Regions from separate parts of the Zea mays genome. Here region 1 is linked to region 2. A link is a contact called in public Hi-C data. All regions are on one chromosome and are shown on one strand. Each heading gives the region's core, a stretch centred on a gene start, on an enhancer-like site or on the middle of the called end of the contact. The rest is flanking DNA. Distances are from core to core; before and after follow the strand shown. Region 1 holds the start of LOC100279519. Region 2 holds the start of LOC542748 (Thioesterase family protein, mRNA).

Region 1 (5,322 bases), core at 2,343-4,842, 470 kb before region 2:
AAGAATGGAATTTCCGCGAGTTATTGCAACACAAGGCTGCTGAGTTGCTTCAGTTTCAAAAAATTTATTGGAAGCAACGGGCTTCCATCAAATGGGTCACTGATGGAGATATCTGCTCCAGATTTTTTCATGCTCATGCAACGGTAAAACATGGCCGCAATAAAATTGCGTTGCTCTCGGATGACAGTGGCTCAATCTTTTCAGAGCATGATCTTAAAGCTAACCTGCTTTGGAATGTTTTCAAATGTCGCTTGGGATCCTCTGATTTTTTGGAAAATGTCTTTGATCTCCCTAGCTTGCTGCTCTTCCACAGTGACTTGCATTGGTTAGATGAGCCTTTTTTAAAGCAAGAAATTGATAGTATTGTTGCGGCCCTTCCTTCTGACAAATCCCCGGGACCTGATGGGTTTAATACCAACTTTATCAAAAAATGCTGGCCGATTATTTCTTAGGACTTCTATGACTTATGTGACCAATTTTACCACGGGGATGTTTGTCTTCGAAGCATCAATGGTTCTTATATTGTCCTGATCCCGAAGAAGGATAATGCTAGTTTAGTGGGTGATTTCCGACCAATTTCGCTGCTGAATAATAGTATGAAAATCATCACTAAGCTGCTGGCCAATCGGTTACAGACAGTGATGACTTCCCTTGTTCACAAAAATCAATATGGCTTCATCAAAGGAAGAACCATTCAGGACTGCTTGGCCTGGGCATTTGAATATATTCATCTTTGTCATATTTCAAAAAAAGAGATTATTGTGCTCAAATTGGATTTTGAAAAGGCCTTTGATTCTCTTGAGCATGAGTTGATTCTTCAGGTGATGTTGCATAGAGGCTTTGGGCCCAGATGGATGAGCTGGATTAGGGATATTCTTCGGTCTGGCACGTCCTCAGTCCTCCTTAATGGTGTACCAGGGAAAACCTTTCATTGCAAGCGCGGGGTTAGGCAGGGAGATCCCCTCTCGCCTCTTCTTTTTGTTCTCGCGGCGGATTTGTTACAAAGCATCATCAATAAAGTGCGGCAGCAAGACCTGCTCATGTTACCCCTGGCCGCGAACTGTGGTCAAGATTTTCCGATAGTTCAATATGCGGATGACACACTGTTGATAATGGAAGCTTGCCCTAGACAACTATTTTTTCTTAGAGCTGTTCTGAACTCTTTTGCAACTTCGACGGGGCTAAAGGTGAACTACAATAAATCAAGTATGTACCCCATCAATGTCTGTCCCGCTAAAATGGAGATTCTAGCCGGAACCCTCAACTGTCAGTTAGGTTCATTGCCCTTTACCTACCTTGGTGTTCCGCTTGGTCTGTCAAAGCCTAAAATCTGCCACTTTTTACCGCTCATTCATAGGATTGAGAAGAGATTGTCATGCACCTCTGCTCTCCTTTCCCAGGCTGGCATGCTAGAGCTTGTTAACTCGGTGTTCTCAGCTCTCCCGACCTTTTTGATGTGCACCATGAAAATTCCGGTTACCACGGTCAAGAAGATTGATTCTTATCGGAAACATTGTCTTTGGAGAGGAAATGACGTCAATTCGAAGAAACCCGCTCTGGCTGCTTGGAGTATGATTACACAGACTAAAAAAATGGGGGCCTGGGAGTGGTAAGATTAGAGACACACAACAAAGCTCTGCTTCTGAAGTTTTTGCACAAGTTCTTCAACAATCATGATATTCCCTGGGTAAACCTGGTTTGGAGCAACTATTATAGGACAGACAGGCTCCCTGGCTGCTCAAAAATTGGCTCCTTTTGGTGGAAAAGTTTGCTTAGTCTTGTCCAAGATTACAAGGGACTGGCTGCCCCAACTATTGGGGATGGAAGAACCATTCTTTTCTGGGAAGATATGTGGAATAGGGGCACCCCGGCTCATCAATATCCTGAATTATTTTCCTTTGCTTGTAACAGCAAACTTACCGTCAAAGAAGCTATCCAAAAGGAACACCTTATTGAAATTTTTCAGCTTCCTCTGTCGGTGCAAGCCTATGAACAATTTCTTGACTTAGATGCAACTTGGGGGCAAATCATGGTGGCCAACACAAAAGATGCTTGGAAACTCATTTGGGGAGCTGATAATTTCTCTACAAAGAAAACTTATAGACATTTGATGGGTCAGGCTCAAGTTCATCAGATCTTCAGATCGCTTTGGAAAAATAAGTGTCAACCAAAACATAAGGTTTTTTTGGCTTTGGTTAAAGAACAGACTCAATACAAGGGATATGCTGAGGAGGAAAAACATGAATCTTGAGTCTTACACTTGTGAAAATTGCATCTGCCAAAAGGAGAAAACCCTTTATCATCTTTTCCTCAAATGTAACTTCGCGAAGGCTGCTGGAATTCTATTGGTCTGACGCCCCCAAGAATTACTAATCCTGTGGACGCTGCAGTAAATCTAATGCAGCAGCTCAATGTTTCCTTCTCTATGGAAATTGTCATTCTCATGACTTGGAGCATTTGGAAGTGCCGTAATGCCTGGCTTTTTCAGGATAAGGACCCAACAGTGCAGCATTGTAAAAATGAGTTCGCAAAGGAATTACATCTGGTCACGCTTAGAGCTAAAGGAAGATTCGATTCGACAATACCTGAATGGCTTCAGCATTGGCAATAGATCCCGTCAATTTTACCCTTTTGTAATTTTGTAATTTACTTTCCTGTATGCTTCTAACTCTGTCGTTTTAAAATTTTAATAAAATTTCAGTAGGGGCTTGCCCCTCCTGTCCTATCAAAAAAACCTGAGAGGCCTGTGATTTTGGATGTCTTCAGGTTCAGATCGCTGTGTCGCCTACTCGCCTCGTCTAGCAGTCCCAGGCCCAGGACTGCAAAGCAAACAGGCCCCCATATGTATATCATTTGGGGTACATACAATAGTGTTTTTAGTTGTATCTTCGAGTGTGTCTAAATGGTGAATGTAAAAAAACCCAAGATATATATCTTGACGAAGACACAGTGTCTTAACTTTATGTTCAAGATAGGAGGCTAGCTGATTGATCACTTTAATTTATTTAATGCTCTAATTGGTACAATAAATATGATAAGACACATATTTTAGACATGTCCACTGTATTATATTGTGTTTTAGTTATGTCTTATACTTGGAGTACCGTTCAACAGTGTCAGGGTTGTACATGCCCTTATACGATTTTCAGCCAGCCGAGTTGTTTTTGATATTGTCCTAGAGAAGCTGGATTAGTTTTTTTTTCTAACCAGCTTTTCTAAGAATTTTGGTGTGGTTCCAGCCAGCCGAGTTGTTTTTGACATTGTCCTAGAGAAGCTGGATTAACTTTTTTTCTAACCAACTTTTCTAAGAATTTGGCGGTGGAGATAATCTTATTATCGTTGGGATTCCATGCACAGAAAGATGAAGGTATATATAGGGTTCATGATTTAAAGTGACGGATTTCTACCATTACAACGACTCGATAAATTATATCTTTATTTTGATTTTGGATGATTTTTAACAAATCGATTTTTATTGAAGTCAAAGCTAAATTTTTTTCCTCGGCTGTAGCGTAGAAAGCGGAGTGTAATAACGAAGAAGTCGCAGTCGCAGCGCCAGCTTCCCGGAGCCTTCCTTCTTCTTCCATTCCATGATTTCCCACCCTAGGCGGCGGCGTAGTGCTCCCTCCATCTGCTAGACTTTTTGATGCACCCACATCACACCCACACCCACCAGCGCGAGACTGCCATGGCCCCAACGCCGGAGGATCCAGCCGCCGACGACTCCGAGCCCTTCTCGCCGTCCATCTTCCTCGACCTGCCTCCGACACCCCACCCTGGTGACGATGGCAAGGACTCGATGATAGACCTCCATTTCATCAGGCGCTTGCTCATGGAGGACGACGACGTCCAGTTCCAGTATGCCGACCACCACGCGCTCCTTCAGGCCGCTGAGGAGCCCTTCGCTCAGATCCTCGCGGGCTCGGCTGGATCCTCTGTTTCCGGCTCGGCAACAGCCGACACGACAGCAATTTACTACCCAGACGGTACGGGATTCCATTTCCATCAGCAGACTGCAGGCCCTACGAGTACGACTGGAGATGACGGGGTAGTAACCATGGACATGCTCAACCGGGCGTTCCTCAAGGGTATGGAAGAGGCCAACAAGTTCTTGCCCGTCGTCGCCAGCAGCACCCACACCAGCCTGCTGTGTCGTGACTATGCCTCCAAACACAGAGTGGTGGATGGGATTGGGATGCCATTATTCTTCCAGGAGAGTAGTGGTAATAACCGTAGAGGCAGGGGCTGCCACCATGATGATGACGGCGACGACGAGGCCGACACTAGAAGCGCCAAGCTGATTGCACCAGAGCTGGAGGAAAGCGGCGAGGTGACCGACGGCGTATTTCTCAGAGGCTACGAGGTGGCCCTGGAGAAAATGAACGGCTTGAGCACCAACGTGCCTGGTGCCATGTCACGGCAGGGACAGGGGAGGCAGCAGAGGAGCAGCGGCAACGAGGCAGTAGACCTGCGCACCTTGCTCGTCCACTGCGCAGAGGCCGTGTCCACAGGCAACCGCCCCGGAGCGACGGAGCTGCTGCGGCAGATCAGGCAACGCTCCTCGCCGAGGGGAGACGCCTCGCAGAGGCTAGCACATTGCTTCGCCCAGGGACTCGAGCTGCGGCTAGCCGGCACCGGCGCAAAGCCGAAGCGCGCCCCGGCTGGTGTCCACCTCCTGAAGGCATACCTGCTGTCCATGCAAGTTTGCTGCTTCAGAATGGTAGCCTTCAAGTCCTGTCATATGGCCATCAGCAAGGCCGTCGCGGGGAGGAAGAAGGTGCACATCGTGGACTACGGCGTGGACCACGGCTTCCACTGGCTGCTCCTGCTGGGTGCCTGGGCCACCCGGGTGGGTGGGCCGCCGGAGGTGAGGATCACCGGCATCGACTTCCCCCAGCCTGGGTTCCGCTCGGCTACCCGGACCGAGGGGGCTGGGCGCCGGCTCAGCGACTTCGCCCGCCAGTGCGGCGTCCCGTTCAAGTTCCGCAGCATCGTCGCCACCAAGTGGGAGATGATTTTTGCCGAGGACCTCGAGATAGAGCCAGATGAGGTGCTCGTCGTCAATGGTCTCTTCTACTTCGGGAAACTCATGGACGACGAGGGCGTCGACGGAGACTGCCCGAGCCCTAGGGACATGGTCCTCGGCAACATCAGCAGGATGCGGCCGGAGGTGTTCGTCCTCTACGTCGACAACAGCTCGCACAACGCGCCCTTCTTCGCGACGCGGTTCAGGGAGGCGCTCTTCTACTACTCTGCGCTGTTCGACATGATGGACGCGACGACGCCGCGGGACAGCGACGACCGCGTCTTGGTCGAGCGGGA
Region 2 (5,100 bases), core at 425-2,924:
CGGTCTTTGTGACCTCCTCAATGGGGACTAGGTTCTTTGGAACCGAACCTCGGTAAAACAAATCATCGTGTTCACTCGCTTTTATTCTCGTTTGATTTGTTTTCCCTCTCTAACGTTTCTTTGCTAGTATTAATTTTACTAACGTTTAAAACCAACAAATAACCTTTCATTTTACTGTTAGCGTGACAAGTCATTGTTGCTCCATCCAATTCAGCAACCTCAAACACCATGAAGTCCATTGCGCTAATGTGGTCTCAGAAACGACCTAATGCTTGCAAGAGCCAAGAACGCTGTGCCGTGCTTGGGCTGTAGCCTCGGCTCATAGTGCTGGCCTGGCCCGACACGATTATATATATTTATTTTACAAAAAGCGTATATATATAATTTATATTCAATATTAAAAATATTTAAGCATGATGTTCTACTGGTTAGACAACTTCACCTAGTATCACCCGTACTTCTTCCGCATGGGCTCGAACCCCAACTCCTGCACCGTTTTTTAACATTTTACGCTGATTTAATCAAATGGGCTGACGAACTAACGGGCTGGCTCGACACAGTCAGCAGGCCGGCATGACGTGCCTGAGCCAGAGTTGTAGCCCACGGGCGTCTGGCCCATGTCGGGCCGTCGTTTGACCATTTATAGACGTGCAACAGATTAATTTAAAATAATTATGAGGGATTATTTTAAAAAAATGACGCGGGACGACCATTGAAACTAGTGCTTTAAGTATAGTATAAAATACCTAAATAAAAATTATAGCCGAAAAGAAAACATGAAAGTTTTCTAAGTAAACTTTATATTGCATATATTTTTTTTATCAGACGTACACGAAAACCAAAGACGTATACGAAAACCAAACAGGCAACAGTTCTTGACCGGCGAGGGCGACCGTACGTAAGCAACAATGCATAGCAGAGTGTATAGCGGATGGCCGACAAACTTTGTTTTAGTTCATCTCTTAATTATAGGTATGTTCTTTTCATGATGTAAATAGGGCGCACAAAATAAGGAATTTACTATATAATCCTCTTATTCAATTTTGAGTATTACAGAGGGTGACCGTACGTAAGCAACAGTGCATAGCGGACGGCCGACAAACTTTATATTTGGCGTCTCTGGCAGCGTGTACTAAATTTACAGGAGCCTATAGCAGCCCTTGCTGAAGACGTACCGGAAGCCAGCATCCATTATATGTAGCGAATAAACTGCTTTAGCTAATCTTGCTGGAGCCAGACTTATATAATTATAAGCTGCATTGTATAGAAAAAGGGCCTTAATGTCGACTCCCTCCACGACTAGTTGGCGTTGAGCTGTGTTGATGCACGCCTGAGTCATCTCCGTTATCCTGCCACAAAGAACGCACTGCTGTTATGACGCCCGCCGAAATAATCAATTATCACTTGCCCTCCTCTCCCATAAGTACAATCGCTGTAGTTTGTACGAGTAAATCAAGAACATGGAGCACGTAGATGTAATAGTTAGCTGCTAAAATTATACGTAGATTTTAAATATCTATAGCTAATATATAGCTAACAATTAATAAGCAATATCTAAATAAAAATTATAGCCGAAAAGAAAATTGACAATCATAGAGGAGAAAAAAATAGTTGACATCCTTGTGTCGTTGATCTCCGTCCGGCGCCGGCGCCGGCGTCCGATCTCTCCTTTCCTTTTTGCCTTTTCTCCTGCCCACCACCCCGCCACAACCCTTTCCCTTCTCTGCTTGCTTGCTGCTGCAGTGCTGCCTCCCCCTCGCCCAGCAGCAGGGAGCAGCCATGCCAGGGGACCACGGCTCCAAGGGCGACATCTCCTTCGCCGGACGCTTCACGGCCAGCGCCATCGCAGCATGCTTCGCAGAGGTAACTCGTCTACCTACCCATCTCCCTCCCTCCCACTCCCACCCGTTTTCCATCTCCCCACGCGGCTTCACTTGTTGGATCGCCATCGCCCCCAAATCTGACTCGATTCCTTCCATTTCCTTCTCCTTTTCCTTGCCGCCGAGACCCAAGAGAGAAGGGGGATGGCAGGATCACGCCGCCCATCCCATCCTATCCCCTTTAATTTGCTGCATCTTCTCGCAGATATGTACCATCCCGCTCGACACGGCCAAGGTCAGGCTCCAGCTGCAGAAGAACGTCGTCGCCGCCGCCGCCTCCGGGGACGCCGCGCCAGCGCTTCCCAAGTACCGCGGCCTGCTCGGAACTGCCGCCACCATCGCTAGGGAGGAAGGGGCCGCAGCGCTCTGGAAGGGCATCGTCCCGGGCCTCCACCGACAGTGCATCTACGGGGGGCTCCGCATTGGCCTCTACGAGCCTGTACGGTCCTCACCGCAGTCAACTATTTACTCTGCATATCATTAATTAACTTTCTGATGCATTTTGTTTCCTCCAACACTTGCTGTGCTACTGCTACTAATTTCCCAATGCCAGTCCAACCAACCACTTGCCTGAACTTACAGGTCAAATCCTTCTACGTCGGCAAAGACCACGTTGGGGATGTCCCTTTGTCCAAGAAGATAGCCGCCGGCTTCACAACTGGTATGGTAGGAATAGGATGGCTAGGCACCCAGACCTGCGAACATGTTGTGTTCACCTTCAGCTACTATTTCTTCCATTCATCCGTTATTAGGGGTGTTTGGTTCTAGGGACTAAAATTTAGCACGTGCCGCATTGGATGTTAAATACCTATTACGAGTAATATAATCTGATTACAAAACTAAGAAACTCTATTCTGAATTGAAGGTGCCATCGCTATCAGCATCGCCAACCCTACTGACCTTGTCAAGGTCAGGCTCCAGGCCGAGGGCAAGCTTGCGCCTGGTGTGCCACGCCGCTACACTGGCGCAATGGATGCTTATTCCAAGATTGCTAGACAGGTCTGTGCTGGCATGCTCTTCTCCCAGCTAACCGTTCGCTTTCTTTGTTTTGCTACCAATCAATAAAATTAGAGCTTGGCTCTTATTATATGTGTGATGTGCTTGGCTCATCCTTAGGAAGGGGTTGCCGCTCTGTGGACTGGCCTTGGACCAAATGTAGCGCGGAATGCTATCATCAATGCTGCTGAGTTGGCCAGTTATGATCAAGTCAAGCAGGTGTTGTGTGCTTCTTTTAAATTCTCCTCGAATAACTCCATCGGCTCTTCCTCACTTGCCTATACATACTGTCCTTGCTGCAGTCAATTTTGAAACTCCCTGGGTTCAAAGATGATGTGGTCACCCACCTTTTTGCTGGTCTTGGTGCTGGCTTCTTTGCTGTTTGTGTTGGTTCCCCAGTTGATGTGGTAAGATGTCCTCTGGCCCTCAATTAACTATCCCTTTGTTTGTGTTCATTTCCCTTTTGTGGAAGTGTAGTCAAACATTGTTTCTTGTTTGCCCTACTGATACTCCCTATGGTATATCAACTCCCAGTATTGAACTGAGGACATGCTGCACATGATAAAACATGTCAGTCTCTCTTTTGAACCCCTGCCAGTTAACATATTCAGGAATCGTGCCAACTGAAGTTTATAATGTGTTCGAAATTCCCACCAAGGAAATTCAGTTTAGACTGTCCCTTTATGCCACAGCTTCAGAATTTGACATCAACCGTAGTCTTCAACCATAGCTGCCGTTTCCCCTCTTTCATGTATTTGTGAGGTCCACTCTTACAAAGTTACAATTTAACTCTGCCTTTCATTCGCGGATTCTAATTTGTCGCTGTGGATGCTGATCATTTCTATGGAAGTTATCTAGTACTTTCTTGTGGCCATATCCCTGGAATATTCGGTGTTATTGAAAAAACGTTGGACTCTGAATTAATGGCTTCAGTCTCTGCCTGTAGGTGATACCTTCCTCAAGTGCGACTGAGACTGACAAACAGTTATCTTCTTGCAGGTTAAGTCGAGAATGATGGGTGACTCAGCCTACAAAAGCACTCTCGATTGTTTTGTGAAGACGCTAAAGAATGATGTATGTCTAAGTTCCACACTTCTACTCATGTTATGATTCTGGGTTCAAATTTAGATGAGCAGAAAATATACAGACATGACCTTCCATTGAAAATATCTGATAGTTCCAGTAGGAATATAAGGTGTAACCCCTTAAAAAAAATCATATAGCGTGTACGACTGTCTCCAATAGAGCTTGTAAAATAGGGGACGTGGAACAGTAGATGACACTGTTTGACAACTGTTTGCAGAGAGAAGTTTGAAATAGGGGATGGGATAGGGGATCTGCTGGGATAGCCTAATGCGTTCATCAACAGTTGTCTCTCTTGGAGTTTATTTGAGCTGATAATAGTAATCATTGTACCATGGTGACAACCATGTGGCATTTCCTCAATATTTGACATTCTAGGAGCAGACAGTTTTTTTTTCTTTTTAGAGAATTTGACCTTATTGAACAAGGATTTGTCTCCGTAGTCGAAGTGTGTGGAGTAGTGCACTGTCTTAATCCATCATGTAGTGTCCATTTTGTTTCTTGACAGGACATAGGAGTTGCCTTTTGTGCCCTAGCATGGTGCAACTAATATATGGTCTGGGTAAATTTGTTCTTCACAATATACTGGATCTATCTTCCTTTTGTACCATTATTTTTGTGCCTTCCAGAGTTGCTGTGGCGTATTTGAACTTTGATTTGTCAATTTAGTTGTGTTGTCCGTGAACTGAAAATTCTGTTTATAATATAGAGCTGCTCTATTGTACCTGGTTAGTGTACAATGAATTCCAGGAGGCAAGCATTAGCTAATGATTAAGTGGCTTACTCTGTAGGGCCCTTTGGCATTTTACAAAGGCTTCCTGCCAAACTTTGCAAGACTGGGATCTTGGAATGTGATTATGTTCTTGACATTGGAGCAGGTAAATGAAAAGCTGAAGAGAGAGTGGAAGTATTTGAGCATGTTAAATCCAATATTAACACATTGTCTGTTGATCTTGTCAGGTTCAAAAGCTGTTTGTGAGGAAAGCGACAAGCTGAAGATAGAGTTTTTGCAGTCAGGTGGCGTACAATTGACGCACAGGGTTTTTCTTCTATAGACAAAAGGGGAGAAATGACACCTCCCCCCTCGAGAATTGGGGAACAAGGACAGATCTGACACCTCAATTGCGAGAAATAAAAATAA

What was found. Hi-C and Micro-C count contacts between places; a contact is called where the count stands out from the background.
Region 1: a contact with region 2 is called in a Hi-C map of bundle sheath, with 3 times the contacts expected there. The contact joins the promoter of LOC100279519 here to the promoter of LOC542748 in region 2. A contact is called at or near these places in 3 of 25 Hi-C or Micro-C datasets (bundle sheath, ear and leaf).

Annotation. Positions count from the first base shown.
Region 1 is chr4:1,034,140-1,039,461 of Zm-B73-REFERENCE-NAM-5.0, reverse strand. It overlaps LOC100279519, which reads left to right and starts at 3,592. Exons shown (of 1, transcript NM_001152518.2): 1 at 3,592-5,322. The coding sequence starts at 3,647.
Region 2 is chr4:560,847-565,946 of Zm-B73-REFERENCE-NAM-5.0, reverse strand. It overlaps LOC542748 (Thioesterase family protein, mRNA), which reads left to right and starts at 1,674. Exons shown (of 9, transcript NM_001112257.2): 1 at 1,674-1,863; 2 at 2,086-2,319; 3 at 2,463-2,541; 4 at 2,746-2,879; 5 at 2,997-3,095; 6 at 3,179-3,283; 7 at 3,876-3,950; 8 at 4,751-4,837; 9 at 4,920-5,100. The coding sequence starts at 1,780. The coding sequence ends at 4,955.